2 separate regions of the Mus musculus genome follow, and region 1 is linked to region 2. Evidence: chromatin contacts called from public HiChIP or PLAC-seq data. All regions are on one chromosome and are shown on one strand. The core of a region is the stretch at or near the end of the contact, and the rest is flanking DNA. Distances in the headings are between cores, read along the strand shown.

The links. HiChIP or PLAC-seq counts read pairs in DNA pulled down with a chosen protein or histone mark.
Region 1: an H3K4me3 HiChIP or PLAC-seq map of stem cell-derived neural progenitor cells shows a contact between it and region 2, with 2.9 times the contacts expected there. The contact joins the promoter of Ppp1r15b here to the enhancer-like site in region 2. A contact is called at or near these places in 3 of 39 promoter capture datasets (hippocampal neurons, pre-B cells and stem cell-derived epiblast-like cells), 1 of 15 datasets of contacts at CTCF or cohesin (embryonic stem cells), 1 of 484 Hi-C or Micro-C datasets (embryonic stem cells) and 10 of 115 datasets of contacts at active chromatin or transcription factors (astrocytes, embryonic forebrain, embryonic hindbrain and 4 more).

What each region holds. Positions count from the first base shown.
Region 1 is chr1:133,129,908-133,132,607 of GRCm38.p6, reverse strand. It overlaps Ppp1r15b (protein phosphatase 1, regulatory subunit 15B), which reads right to left and starts at 1,442. Exons shown (of 2, transcript NM_133819.3): 1 at 1-1,442. The coding sequence starts at 861.
Region 2 is chr1:132,757,840-132,760,539 of GRCm38.p6, reverse strand. No RefSeq gene overlaps it. Among named protein-coding and RNA genes, the nearest start is that of Nfasc, 17 kb to the right of the region's middle. Within about 2 kb of position 1,374, at least 119 of the 459 cell types and tissues checked have an H3K27ac peak or open chromatin away from gene starts, as enhancers often do. A contact at or near this core is called in astrocytes, hippocampal neurons and stem cell-derived neural progenitor cells, where this site is marked.

The DNA.
Region 1 (2,700 bases), core at 193-2,692, 370 kb before region 2:
GATTTCCGGCAGGCCTTCTGTAGAGAGAGGCGGACACCTTCTCCAGGCGGTTGCCGACATCTCTGCCCGCAACGGCTGAGGGTGACAACCATCTTCAGAAAGATAGCAGCTCTCTGGGGTTAGTGTTCGGAAACCCACAAACTGGCCACCTCCAGCGCTGCTCTGACAGCGCAGCCCTAACTGGGGAAGGTAGTCCAGGTAGGAAGGGTTCAGGAGATAGGAAACTACCTTGAAATTACCTAAGCTCTGAACGCTCAGAGGCCCAGAGGATGAAGAGTCAAGTTCTCGGTGGGAGACTAGACCAGCTTGAAGGCTACTGGGCAGCAACTCCACTCCCCACAGCTGCTGCTCCAGGAGGAAAGTGGGCGCTGCAGAGTCTAAAGCTCTTTCCTGGGCCTTGAGTTTTAACTCCAGGTCTGAGGACGAGCACTGCCACTGGAGTCCCTCCTCTAGCCAATCAAGAGAACTGACAACCAAGTCTTCCGAAGAGTCCAGCCGCAGTGAACTCAGAGACTTCTGCACCGTGGGAGCGGCAGATTCCTCCCGTCCTCTCAAAGCTCTCAGGGCGCTGTAACTTGCGGCAAAATCTAGCCATCTGGTAGGAATCAGGCCCCCGAAAAGCTGGCTCCAAAGCAGCAGCTTCTGGAATAGGCTAGGGAGCAGGGCAAGGAGCTGAGAAAGCAATTTGGTCCAGTACCTGGTCCGACGCTCGGGCAGAGCGGAGTTCCCGGGATTTTGTCGAGAGGAAGGCGGCGGGAACTCCGAAGAGCAGGCGTGCGATCGCCGAAGGAAGGGCAGCCGGAACCAGGAGCCCAGCCGAGGGCCAGGCCGCTTCCGGGCCCTGTGCGTTCCTGTCTCCATCTCCTTTCCTTGGCGGCTTCTCAGACAGGAGGAGGACAGAGCTCAGCGGCGTCAGCGCAGGCTGGATCCGAGGTCTACACAGTCTCCGCCTTGCCCAGCCACGGAGTGGGTACTGCAGTCCGATTCCCGCGCCGGCAGAGGAGGCCCAGAGAGCGGCGGCTTCCGCAACGAGTGCTGCACCGGACGGCCCAGAGGCCCGCGCAAGCGGTGGCGACCGCGGTTAGGTCCATCCCGGCTAGGGAAGGAGACGTCCTAGGCCGTGTGAGATCGCTCCACCATAGAGAAGACCCTCCCTCGCGCGGCGGCGACGGAGACGACGGCGGCGTTTCCGGTGGCCCGCACGGAGGCGCGAAACGCCAAGGCGGAAAGGGTGGCTGGGTGGCAGGCGAGGGCGCAAAGAAGCGAAGCTCAAAATGGCCGCAGCCGCACACCCGGAAGCTGCAGGGCGAGACGGAGGACCGAGGGCGTCTACTCCCTACCGCCCAGCGGCGCCTCACGTCATTCGCCGAACCCCCACCCTTGCCTCCCGAGAGGCGGACTTGCCTCACCCTCGTGCGTGGCCTCTGATTGGCCGCGTCTGTGGTCCCTGTCGGCTTCCTTACTCGGGGTAGAGCGGGGCTCGCACGCGGCGAGTTGCATCAGCCGGACCTAGGATGTACGCTTGCGCAGTCAGTTCATTCTGGTCTCCTAGGAGACTCCGCGCCCCACCCTCTAGGTCAAAGGGAATGGCTGGGGAGGTGAGTGGGTTTCAAGAGAACCCGAGAATTCTCCCGAGCCCTTTTTTATGGATCCGATTGCTAGGCAAATTATCCGCTTATCTGACACGTGTATCGGTCTTCTCCTATTAAGGGCGTAGGAAGACTGGAGTGAAACGATGTAGGCAGTGCTGTATAACCAACTCGCCTGGTGCTAAGACACACATCATCCCTAGTGAATCATAGTGAAACTGAATCACTCACACATTCCTGTCCCCTCTGCTTTAGGATTTCTAAGTCTCTAGCATTGCCTGTGATCTAATTTGGACATCTTTCAGGGTCCATTTGACAAAATACCCCTCAGAAAGAAAAACGCGGTGTTACTAGCAAGCTGAAGTCACAGGTGGGAAGATAACTGTTAACTAACTCAGAAACAGCGCGTTCAATTCACTTATTTCCTCAGTAACAAGAGCCACAGAGTAGAGCATCCGGCGAAGGATAACACATTGGTGACTTTTGTCCTCTGAAAAATATTGGCTGATTAATTTTAATTACTGTAATAAGGGGAGGATTTTGTTTGTTTGAAACAGATTTTACTATGAAGCTCAGGCTGGCCTCAAACTAACCACAATCTTTCTGCCTCGGCCTTCCAACCAAGTACTGGCTGATTTATCTCTTACTAGTTTGGTTTCTTTCTTCCTTTTTTATTTTTATTTTTTTCTTTTCTTACTTATCTATTTATTTGTTTATTTGAGGCCGGGTCTCTCTACAGAGCCCTGACTGTTTGGAACTGGCGATGTAGACCAGGCTGGCCTTGAACTTATTAGTTCTGTCTCTTCCTCTCCAGCAAAGAGATTAAAGGCATGCACCACCATGCCTGGTCTTTAGTTCACTTTCTTATTCTCATTTTAATCCACAATGCAAAGACCAAGTGGCTATCACAGAGCGTAGTGGTTACACTAAGGAGGAGAATCTTGCTGCCCTGGGGGAGGGTCAGCTGATCCTCATGACTTGTTGAGCAAGGAACAAGCTCTTTCTTCCCTGAAACCAAGAGTTTTTACTGTTTACGCCCCCACAACATCTTATTACTTGTGTCTGGCAGTAACTGGTTTCTTAATCCTAAAAGCTTTAGGAAAACGTAATT
Region 2 (2,700 bases), core at 125-2,624:
TAAATAATAATGTGAGACATACCCATCTCGATGGCATCCAATGCAGTCTAATGCTTATGCAGTTAGTATTGTTTACATGTCACTGAGGGATCAGCTTAAAAATTCAGATTCCAGGGCTAGAGGGATGGCTCAGCAGTTAAGGACACTGACTGCTCTTCCAGAGGTCCTGAGTTCAATTCCCAGCAACCACATGGTGGCTCACAATCATCTGTAATGGGATCCTATGCCCTCTTCTGGGGTAGGTGGTAGTGGTGTTGTGTCTGAAGGCAGCTACAGCGTACTCATATACATAAATAAATAAATCTTTAAAGAAAAAATTGGATTCCAGTTTAGTATATCCAAGGGAACTTGGGGTCTAGGATCTGTAACAGGTTCCCAAAGTCTTCACAGTCCTGTGTGTGTGATTCACCTCTCTAGTATGTGTCCAGTCACTTGGGGAGGAAGGAGCATTCACAAGCAGTCTGACCCTGTCTTTGAAGGGCTTGAACAGTGAGGAATTTTCCATTAAGTCAAGTCTATTTCTAAGCCCTGGTTCTGCCACCTGGGCACAGGCCTCGCTCCTGTGCCAAGGCTTTAGCATTTTGCTTAGACCGTCTCCATGGCTTCCCTTTTTCCACCTGTGCCACAGATGCCCAAGTCCTGGGAGGGCAAAGAAGAGCTTGTTCCAGCTTCGAACCCAGTCTCTGACCTAAGCTCTCCCTATGCCTGCCTGGCCACGGAAGGCCATGAAGTGTTCTCAGCCATGCCTCCAACCCCCATGCTTCTAAAGAAGACTCTCCTAGTCTAACAGGATGGGGGTGGCTGGTTGGGTGGATTCCGAGAAGGAAGAATTGAGTAGAGGAAGAAGGCCCTAGTGGTGTGCTGGCAAATGCTTAGCTGGCTCAGCTCTCTGCTCTCCACAGCAGCAGCAGCAGCAGCAGCCGGCTGACACCACAGCCCTGATGTCTAGCACTCAATTGTTTCGGTGGTGTCTAGTCTCCCTCCACCGCCAGTGTCTAGCTGGCAGAGTACCATCACTGCATGTGGTAACAGTTAGAGCAGTCCCAAGCAACAGAGACAGTAAATGTAAAAATCCCCAGTGACACTAGATTGTAGCGTAATCATTAGAAAATTAGGAGTTTTAGTGCTTGCCGTATTTTTAATGTATTTAGTTGTAAATTTTTAACGAAGGCTATATTTAGCAACACGTCTTCGAAATATAGCTATCTGCTCTCATGAGCATGTTTGAGCCAGCTCCAGCTAGTCCTTTTGGGCCTCCGCTTTGATAGTTGGAATTTATCTTCAAGGACAGACAAGCCTTGGAGGCTCCTTACTGCCTATGCCTTTGAGACGCTCCCATTGATGCTAGCATCAGCGCTCTGTCACCCCCTATCGTCGACACCAGTGTCTACAAGTACCAGGGAGCCTTACTTTCTGGGACAGATTTGTACACCCCAGCGTAGGTAGAGTAGTCCCCTTATGCAGCCTTTTTGCGTGATTCTTCAGCTCTATTATGCACCCCATCATTTGGGGCGAGTAGAGGTAGTAATCACGCGGCATCTCATTCTGACTTTGAAGGGCTCAGTGAGGGTTTTCCTATTAAGTCAGTCTATTTCTAAGCCCCAGTACTGTGCCCTGGGCACAGGCAGAGGAGGTCCGCTCTCTATCGTCAGCCAGCTACTCTCTCCGTACCCACCAGAGCAACGGGTCCTTTGAGCTCAGACCCTCCCGCGGGGAGATGCAGTCAACCTTACCTGGAGCTGTAGCGCCATCTAGTGTCTCTGTAGGGACATTGTCGCGTTCACCGGCTCTTCAGCCCCGCCCGGGCACCCCTGAGTATGCTGTGCTGATTTTGTCTGAAGTAGAAAGTCTCTCCAGACATCCACATCAATGTGGATCACAGCTGAGAGCTCCAGCCTGGGCAACCCCGGGGTTCCTCTCAGCCAGCAGCTTTCAAGCCTCATCGCCTAAGACCACCTGTGAGAAATACATTTACAATAGACACAGCAGTCCAGGATATCCTGTGTAGAGAAGGTTCGAGAAACCATGTCTACCCTTGCTGTGTATAATGCATTTGGACAGTTCTGTTATTATTCTTTTTTTCCCATTAGAGGAAAAATAAAGAAAAGCCAGACACAACTTCAGCAAAGAGAACAACTTATTCACTGATTGGTCATTTACCTGTTGTTTGCAAAATCTAGCCTAGACTAACAAATCAGTTCACTGAGGACCAAAGAAAGAAGAAATGAGCTCCCCCAGCGAACCAAAGGCAGATCCATCAAGGTCCAGGTTGCTGCTGTCTAACCCTGCACTCTTTTCCTCTAGTCGCTGGCCTTTTCTGGGCTCTTACTTAGCATGGAAGCCCAGAGGCCCCACTGGCCTTGGTCTGGACATTTAGGCCACATGGATGTGTGTGCAGGTGCCCCATAGCCCCAGAGCCCCAGAGGCCAAGGTCCACCATCTTCTGGAGAGGAGCTTCTTTTTGTAGCACCAGGCAGGTTTACTAATGGGGAGGACAAAGGCAGGTCAACAGGTGGTATTAGCATTCTTACTCCAAGTCACAGGCCTAAAAGTAGCCTCTGGGATGTCTGTCTGTCTGTATTTTTTTAAAGACTTATTTATTATGTGCATTAAGTATATAGTGTGTGCATGCCTATATACCAGAAGAGGGCATCAGATCCCATTACAGATGCACGTGCAGGTATACACATGTCAGAGCAT